Linked DNA regions of Mus musculus: region 1 is linked to region 2. The links are chromatin contacts, called in public HiChIP or PLAC-seq maps. All regions are on one chromosome and are shown on one strand. Each heading gives the region's core, a stretch centred on a gene start, on an enhancer-like site or on the middle of the called end of the contact. The rest is flanking DNA. Distances are from core to core; before and after follow the strand shown.

What was found. HiChIP or PLAC-seq counts read pairs in DNA pulled down with a chosen protein or histone mark.
Region 1: a FOXA1 HiChIP or PLAC-seq map of pancreatic cancer cells shows a contact between it and region 2. The contact joins two enhancer-like sites. A contact is called at or near these places in 2 of 484 Hi-C or Micro-C datasets (myocytes and olfactory sensory neurons) and 2 of 115 datasets of contacts at active chromatin or transcription factors (microglia and pancreatic cancer cells).

What each region holds. Positions count from the first base shown.
Region 1 is chr11:8,440,941-8,445,490 of GRCm38.p6, reverse strand. Tns3 (tensin 3) reads left to right here. Exons shown (of 31, transcript NM_001083587.1): 26 at 468-545; 27 at 1,479-1,556. Among named protein-coding and RNA genes, the nearest start is that of Tns3, 220 kb to the left of the region's middle. Within about 2 kb of position 1,605, at least 94 of the 459 cell types and tissues checked have an H3K27ac peak or open chromatin away from gene starts, as enhancers often do. A contact at or near this core is called in myocytes and pancreatic cancer cells, where this site is marked.
Region 2 is chr11:8,691,351-8,696,047 of GRCm38.p6, reverse strand. No RefSeq gene overlaps it. Among named protein-coding and RNA genes, the nearest start is that of Tns3, 29 kb to the right of the region's middle. Within about 2 kb of position 2,682, at least 137 of the 459 cell types and tissues checked have an H3K27ac peak or open chromatin away from gene starts, as enhancers often do. A contact at or near this core is called in myocytes and pancreatic cancer cells, where this site is marked.

The DNA.
Region 1 (4,550 bases), core at 356-2,855, 250 kb after region 2:
GGCAGTTGTTCTTTAGAAGCCTTGTCAAAAACCAAATAAACGGAAGGGATCCTCCGAGAGCTAGAATAAGACAAGGTGAAGGTCAGCAGCTGGGTCCCAGCAGGGTTGGAGCGCAGTGTGTCCCCATGCCTCAGGCACAAGGAGGAGGAGCACAGTGCTGCCACCAGAGCTCCCCCTTCTTTGTGAATTGAGAGCCTTCTGGATAGACCGGGGCAGCCTTGTTTCCTACTCGTAAGAAGCGCCCCGGCACTTCGCACTTATAAAGGCCATATGCTTGGCATACACTACAGGTCCCTCCATCACCCTCTTCATTGGCTTGGGCCTTGTCATTCTTGGAGCTTTGAGTCACATCCCACAGTGGTATAAAGGCATGCGTTTTTGGAATTTTGGTCTCAACTGATTCTTTGGTTAAGCACAGAGCAAGTGAAGAGATTGGTGACATTCATTTACTCTTATCCACTTTATAGGGAGCCTGACGGCTTTGGTGTGCCAGCATTCCATTACGCCCTTGGCTTTACCCTGCAAGCTGCTCATTCCGGAGAGAGGTATGTGGAGGAGTTCTCAGTGCTATCTGGCTGCGTGTACGATCTTCTGTACCGCTGATAGCATGCTGTACCCAGGACCCACCTTACAAAATAAACTAAGGTTCTTTTTTTATGACATATACTCTTAAACCCCAAAGAAAACTAGTGGCCACCTGAATTGAGAAAGAAGAATGCCCTGCTGCTGATAATAGCTTTCAGACATTGCCCATCGTGGCCTGTATGGAAGGTGTCCAGAAAACAAAGACTGCTCAGCTTAAAGATGTAAAACACTTGGGGTCTGGAGAGATGGTTCAGTGGTTAAAAGCACTGACTGCTTTCCCAGAGGTCCTGAGTTCAATTCCCAGCACTTACATTAGGCAGCTTACGACCATGTAAAACTGTAGTTGTAGAAGATCTAGTCTCCTTGGGCACCAGACATGTAAAACGTGTACATACATAAGTAGTTATTTTATATACAAACATGTGTGTGTATGAAAAAATATATTTTCTCAGACTAATTTTAAGGTCACTTGCATTATAGATTCACAGTCCTACAAAATGAGAATGATGTTGCTATGGTTAAATTTAGGTCATGAATGAACAAGTCTCTCTACTTTTATATTTGTTAGAAAATACCCACAATAATTTTTTTAAAAATTAATATCCAGGGTGTATAGGGGCCTTACTGTGTGTCCCAGCTTTCCTGTAGGTAAATGTTATTTTATTTATCTTTTAAATTTTGATCACTTATGTAAATGAATTCAGAGACTTGGAACATGTTTTAGGGGCATACCACCTCCATCTGTGTTCAGAATGGGTTACAGTCTCTGTGGGCTGCATGATTGCCTCGCAAGAGAAAGCTCTGTCACCGTCTGGGAATTCTGTCATCAGATTTTCTTTGCCATGTGGACTACTGTGTCAGGAGCTCATGTCTCGTCTCACTCCTTCCTGCAGATCCACTGGAGGAAATAGCAGAAAACTCTCCCCAGACAGCAGCCAACTCTGCAGCCGAGCTGCTGAAGCAGGGAGCAGGTCAGTGGCCGCAGCTTTGGTTTTGTATCTCTGCATCTCCGAGTCACTGGGCGGAACCGAACTCCATGATAGAACTTCCCTTTGGACAGTCATTTCCTGCTTTTCTGGGGACTGTGAAGGAAGTTTCCTTTTATAGCTGCTTGGCACAGCTGGGTGGGGTGCAGCTGTGAGGAGGCATGGCCAGGGCATCAGAGGCTCGGACTCAAACAAGACCAGATTCAGTGGAATAAATAAATGTTAAGGCCCATATTTAGTGTGGGGGGAGGGGTGCGGGAAGGCAGGATGTGGTGACCTGCCTCGCCAGCTGAAAATGTAGAACTGTTCTGGAGCTGTGACTCAACAGTCCCTCAGCCTGAGTCAACTGCTGGACCCACTCTGCCATCTGTGCTGAGACACACCACACTGGGAGACCAGGCCACTTGGGTGAAATCTTTGTAAATAGATTGTACTTCCTAAATCCACTATGGGAAAGTATAGAAGGCAGAGAGATTCCATGTCAATGCTGGCTCTCCATTCACAGTATCCCACACCATAGTGTTACAGCTGATGAGTTGTCTAGTATCTTTGCATTATTAAGTGAAGTCTGTAGTGTATGTAGAGCTCACTCTTTTTATTTAAAAATTATAATGGCTTGAACATTTACATCATCTCTCCCCCACTCCCCCCCCACCCCCACTCCCCACTCCCTGTCATATTCACAGCCCGAATTCTGTATTATACATGCGCATACACACGAGTCTACTGAGTCCATTTAGTGTTTAGCTCATATGTACGTGTGTTTAGGGCTGACCATGTGGGGTTTAATAACTTATCAGGGCACTCACCCATGAAGAAAACTGAGTCTCTCTCTGTCAGCAGCCACTGGTTGCCTCTAGTGCTAAATTTTACAAGGCTCCGCCCAGAAATACAGTGTTCTCTCTCGGTGGCAATGGGCTTGAGAAATATTGGCATTCATTCATGAGTATAATGTCACATGAAGTATTTTCTTCATCTTAAAACTTACCTCTGATCTCCTTACTCACTCCTCCCTCATAGTCAAGATACTCACTGTCACTGATCTTTTTATGGTCGCCATACTGTCAGTTTTCCCAGAATGCTTTATGCTGTAAACACAAGCTATGTAGCATTTCAGGTTGGTTTCTTTCTCTCGGTATAGCCATTCAGCTTCTTCTATGGCTTTCCAGAGATCGGTCGCTTCCTTCCTTGTGTATAGTGCAGGAGATTATATGTGTGTTTGTACAGATCTGTATGCATATACATATGGGTCCCTGAACATGTGTGTGCACATGTGTTCAGAGGCAGAAGTCCATGTTGTATATTTCCTCAAATTTCCCTACACATTATTTTTTATAGCCGTCATTCACCGTACCTGTAGCTCATTGATGTGGCTAGGCTGGCTGGCCAGTGAGCTCTGAGGATCCACTTGCTCTGCCTTCCCAGTCCTGCGATGGTAGCAGTACATCACTGCATTCCACTTGCTGGGGACCTGAACTCTAATCCTCAGGGTCATAGCTTTCACTACAAACCTTTTGCCAACCGAAATATCTCCCCAGCCCTTGGTGAAGCAAAGCTTATTTATGCACACAGCCACTGAAGAATATCTGGGTTGCTTCTAAGTTTTGGCAAGTATGTATAAAGCTTCTAAAAATATCCAAACGCAAGTTTTCAGTTAATACATGTTTCCAACTCCTTTGATTAAATACGAAGGAGCCTGATAGTTAGGTCAGGTGGCACGACTAGTTAGCTTTGAATGAAACCACAGAACTTTTTTGCAAAGTGGCTGTACCATTTTGTATTCCCACCAGCAATGGAGAAGCATCCCCTTGCTCCACATCCTTACTTACATACCTCAGGTGGTGTCACCCTGAAGGATGTTCTCATTCTAACTGATGGATACTGTGTGCCATCTTACTGTTACCTCCCTTGTGACGTACTCTCCAGATAGAATGTCATGGTAAAGAAATATTCTTAATTCCTCTGGATAGTTTCTATTGTTCTAATGTAGGTCTGCTCCGTAAATCTAAGCACATCAATGTGACCATTATAAAATGAAAGAAGACACCCTCATTTATCGTGTGGATGTTCTAGGTTCCAAAAAGATGAGTTTGCCATAGCCACAACAGAGGTCACAGGGACTTGCCCCAGGCTAGAAGTATGTCCCTGTGATATTCTTGTCTTCCAGCCTGGCAGCCATACATCCATCCACATCTGATGTATGTGTAGCTAGACAGACCTCGGGTTTATGTTGTTCAATATGCACAGTGGTCTCCCTCTCAAGAGAGGTAGAGAACAAACGAAGAGACTCTGAGAAAGGCCTTGGGAACAGTTTTCCTGAGCGGAGACCACAGCCTTTCCCTGCATGGCCCACCCTTCAGTTTCTCTTCTGATCTCTTGTGAGCCTGAGCAGACTGTCCCTGGGAGACAGTGAGTTCCACAAAAGAGAGAAACTCAGAGCCCCCAACTTTGTTTTAGATATTCATTCCCTGGTGTCTTCCTAGGTTGACACCCCCTGTTAAACCATCAGTGTGGCCCTGGGCTGATTCGATTGTTTGGTTCTACCTCTTAAAAATGTACTTGAAAAAATTTAAAAACCTGTAATAATGATTGATTTTTAAACCACAACTATGTATCAACGAGAAAGAAAGAAAGAAAGAAAGAAAGAAAGAAAGAAAGAAAGAAAGAAAGAAAGAAAGAAAAGAAAGAAAGAAAGGAAGGAAGGAAGGAAGGAAGGAAGAAAGGAAGGGGGAAGAGAGAGAGAGAGACAGAAAGAAAGAAAGAAAGAAAGAAAGAAAGAAAGAAAGAAAGAAAGAAAGAAAGAAAGAAAGAAAGAAAGAAAGAAAGGGGGGAGGGAGAGAGAGAGAGAGAGAGAGAGAGAGAGAGAGAGAGAGAGAGAGAGAGAAAGCAAGCCATGAAGAAATAGGACCATGGTGACATGCCTGTCTCCATGTGGATTTTACTTGTGGGGCCCAGTGGTCTCATTCCACTCCATGGATG
Region 2 (4,697 bases), core at 1,433-3,932:
TTCTTGGGTTTTGTTGTTTTGTTTTTGTTTGCTGTTTGTTTTTAAAGAGAGGAAAGGAACCTGAAGTTAGGGATAGGTAGGGAGGTGGGGAAGATCTGGGAAAAATTAGAAGAGGAGGGAAACATGATAAAAATAATACGTTACACGAAAACGATTCTTCTTTCAATAAAAAGATCAAAAGGTGTAGCAGCTTGTAATGTACTTATGATTCCAGTTCTGGGAAGGCTCAGAAGGTAGATCTCTTGGCTCACTAACCAGCCAGTCTAACTTCTAGGCAAGAAGTCCCAGGCCAGGAGGAGACCCCAAAACAGGGGAATGGTGCCTCAGGAGATGTACTCAAAGTTGTCCTCTGACTTCCACACAATGTGTGCACACAGGGCACACACTCAAAACCAGTGTCCCTGGATCTTCATAGAATTTCATTGAGTCCAATAGATCTCTTTATGAAAATGCTGGCGATACCAGCCCTCCCAGTTCACAAGTGCAGGTTGTCTGTCCATCTTTCCCATCTGTGGGTAATTCTATCACTGTTTTGTGACCTCTATCATATAAAGCATTCAATTCTCTGCTCAGATTTCTTCAAAGTATTTTGTTGCTGTGAATGGGATTGCTTTCTTGATTTCTTTTTCGGGAATTTCATAATTGGTGCATTGATTTTCTACTCTACAAGTTTACTGAATGAATTTGTACATTCTAACAGTTTATGAAGGAAGTGTCGCCGTTCTATCTACAATCATGTCATCAGCACAATAAGCTGACCCCCTCTTCCCATAGCCAGATGATCAGCATTTCTTTCTCTTACCTTGTTGCTTGGCTGACACATGATACATAGACATTGGACTTTTTTTGAAAGTGGAGAGCAAAGTTTCCTTAGGCTAAAGATGACAGAGACCTTCAACTTCTTAACCTTGTGCCTCCACCTGGGATTACAAGAATACACCACCATTTCCTATTTGATGATGTGTTGAGAATCTAACCCAGAGTTTTGTTCATACTAGGTCAGTGTGCTACCACTGAGCCACAAGCTCAGCCCCAAATTGGGCATTCTTCTCTTTTGTTCCAGTCTTTGAGAAACAGTGATAGTTTTTTCCACGGGTATGATGTTGAAACATTCACCCCACAGGAAAGCTCCTTAATCAAGAAAGTAAACAACTGAAAATAGCCTCAGGAAGTCCCTGAAACTGATCAGATTCACCAGCCCTCCCCCAATCCCCATCCCTGCCAGAGTAAGAAATAAATCCAGAGAGTCCAAGGATGCAAAGAAGACTCCCAAATGGGCAAAGCTGAAAGAAGACTCTGAGACCAGATCAGCTGCCTTAAAGGAACCAGCTAAGCTGCCTGCAAGAAGTCTAGATGTACTGAGTCACATGGAAGGGACAGCTCCAACTTCTTGAGCTGCCTACAGGCAGTGTTCTCCATGGTTCCAGCTTTGGTGAGCTGTCACCCATACTAGGGTGAGCTTTGAGTCATTTCTGCTCCTGTTTGTATCTTCTCATCCTGTAAGGGTCTGTGATACCATGAAGAATGACACCCCGACTCAAATAGGATGTAAACTCAAAGAGTGTTTTATTCTGCATTAGTCCAGCGTGCCGGGGTCTCCCATTACCAAGATAGAGAAACAGCCAAGTGAGCTCGCAGGCCTGATTTAAAGCACATTAGGGGATTCTAGGGTAGGTGACCTCTATGGTAATATGTTGGGTCCATTTCTACAGACATTCCGTTACCTGGGTGTGGTGGAACTTTCTGGGAAGATCTGGAAACTGCTGGTAACCCATTGTCCTTGATTCAGGCCAGGTGGCAGGGCAGCTTCTGAAGCTGGACTTGCCTAGAATTGCCCAGTTCCTGGAACCAGCCTACTCTTCTCTACCCAGACTCCTGTAAGTAACCCTAATAAAACCCATGGGCTCATCGAGTTGGACTTTGGTGATATCTCTTCTTTGGCCTGTTGTGGTCTCCCTATCTGGGGGGAATAGATCCTTGTGTAGTGTCTCCCTAGGAAAAGCCTGTCCCGCAATGCTGAAATGCACACATATGCTGTTAACCAGGTATTTTGTGAGATGTGTAACACCTTTGCTGAGTATTACCTTCAGTACCACCGTTTTAATAAAGAAAAACATGCATACATAAGGAGGAAAATCAAAAGGAAGGAGGACAAATGAATGACAACAAGTCGGGCAAGTGGTACACAGTGAGATCCTGAGAAGCAGGAGGGCCAGAAGTGCTAGGCCAGCATAGCAAGTTCAAGGCTAGCCTGGGTCACACAGAAAGGCTCTGTGTCTTAAACAAATAAATAAAGCAAGCAAATACTCAAAGGCGGGACTGGGATCCCAGCAGGGCTCACGATAAAGCCTCTCCCTCAGTAATACAGACCTGGGCGAGCGTTAGGACCAGGGTGACTGACCTTGTATCCAGGGCTCTACAAAGGTCCAGGGTTATAAGATAAATAAATCCGTGTCATCTGCCCAGGAGTGAGTTCCTATGTAAGTCCATGCGAATGCATTTCTAAAGGCAGGATGGTCATGACCTTTATGGCCTTTCTTTAAACCTAACCATGCTTTATACTAGCACTGGGCTGGGGCAGCTCTCTTGGCAGCCTTTGCCTTGGGGGCTGATGTCTGCAGCAGGGAAGGCTCTGGTCTATCACAGCAGCGTTTTCCCTTCTGCACCCCTGGATCCCGCCCAGCAGGGGCCTGACTCACAGTACAGGCTCAGTAAACATATAGTTGATCAGCAACAGGACTGCTTCCTGGCTTCAAACACTGGCGACTAAACTCTTCAGGCATAATTACAGAAGAGCCTTCCACTTTATGTCTTGTAATCCACAAGACAATGTCTTTCCTTTGCAAGCAGCCCAAGGCCCAGCGGGCTTTGTGTGGACAGACAGCAGAAGCGGGACCTCCAACTTTCCTGCCTCGCCCCCACTGGTTTACTTTATTTTATTTTTTTTTTCAGAGATGCTGCCAAATAAAGAGGATTAGCCCTGTTCCAGGGTTTTGAAGCTCTGTTGTGCATTCCACGGGGGGATCAGGTTACATGCAGGGGTGGGGCTGATTCTTGAGCTATACTAAGAGTGAGCTTCTGTCTGGAGATGGGGGAGGAGAGAAAGGATGGCAAATGGCAAAACAAATCAGGCCCGAGCCAGTCTTTTGGGCAGGACTCAAAAGGAGCAGAAGCACACACACACTGCCATTCACGCACCCTCGCTCGCAAGAATGCACACTCTACAGCGTGCCCACCTCCATTTGCAAAAGCCCGCACTCACAGGCTTGTTTAAATGCACACTGTGCACACACATAGACACAAGTTCACACTCAACAAACAGATGCACGTGTCAAGAGAAAGTAGTGTTGGTACTGTGCCAGATTCCACGTTCTGCCTTATATACCGTGTCACTCATTTTTCTGGCTGTCCTTCTGGGTACTTGTGACCACATACTTCCCAGCTGCATGAACAGAGACTCCAGAGCCAGTCCTGACCCTGTGACTGACAGCTCTGGCTCTATCAGCTCACTCACCTGTCTTCCTTTCCCACCAGCTCGGACGTCTCGGTTTTATGTAAGGCAAACATCTTGCCATACATTAAGGTGCCCAGTCTATTCTTCTGATAAACATAAAGATCTTTGGCTATGAGCTGGCAAGATGACTCGGCTTTCTGCCAAGCCTGAGAACCACAGTTTAGTCCCCAGAACTCACATGATGGAGAGAGCCAACATCCACAGATTGTCCCGGGACCTCTAACACACACAGTGGTACATGTGCACACCCATAAACACATACGCACAAAATAAATGCATGTAATAAAATAAAATAAAAAAACAGAGGAAGGTTTGCAAAGAGTCCTGCTTATAAGGTCATGAAAGTAAACATGCTTCACTGGGCTTAGGTGTCTGCCTCGTCTTTGTTTCTAATTTCCACTGTGACATTTCAAAAGCTCTTTGGCATTTGGCACAGCTAAGATGAGGGATGATACTGGGCAGGCAGTCTCGAGGCTCAATGGCTACCACATGGAGAACTCATGACCACAGTGTCCCGATCCCCAAATCAGGCGCTTTCTATTTGTGAAATTGTGAACATAAAAGAGTTCATTTTCAAGCAGACATTTCTAAGTTGGCTAAGCCTGCATGGAGCCAGAATCTTCTAGCACACAGACTCCAGGGCCTGGAGGCAATCAGACATCAGCCAGTGTTTCCTTCTCCCCTAACTGACAGCCATAACTAATGCCAGGGTGGAGGAGGATGCGTTGTTCCGTGCAGCAGCTGCCAGGGACTAGGACAACTGTCTCTGCTTGACATCACCTTTAAAAAAAGAAAATAGAAAAGAAAAAATGTCTTGGGTGTGAAGCATGAGGAAGAATGGAGTGAAGACTTGCCCTAGCTTTCCAGGCAAAGGGGTGACTAGCCCTATTTCTCCTCAGATACTCTGCACCGGTGACAGTGAGGGAAAACTCTAGTAGCCTGAAAACTCAAGCCCCAGCCTTGGGGAGCCTTGATGGGTGCTCTCAGGTTGGAGAAGGCACCTAACAAGATGTTAGGAAAGGGCTGGGCAGCCTAACACTAAGGACAGGAAAGAACCTGGTCCCTCTGTTCAACGGCTCCAGGGTGTGATACTGATCTAGCCTGGTCTCTTCCTGCCTGTACAGAGCACACAGTATCTTCTAGAAAGTGGCTGTCATCTGGGGAAAGGTGAATTCTGTATAGT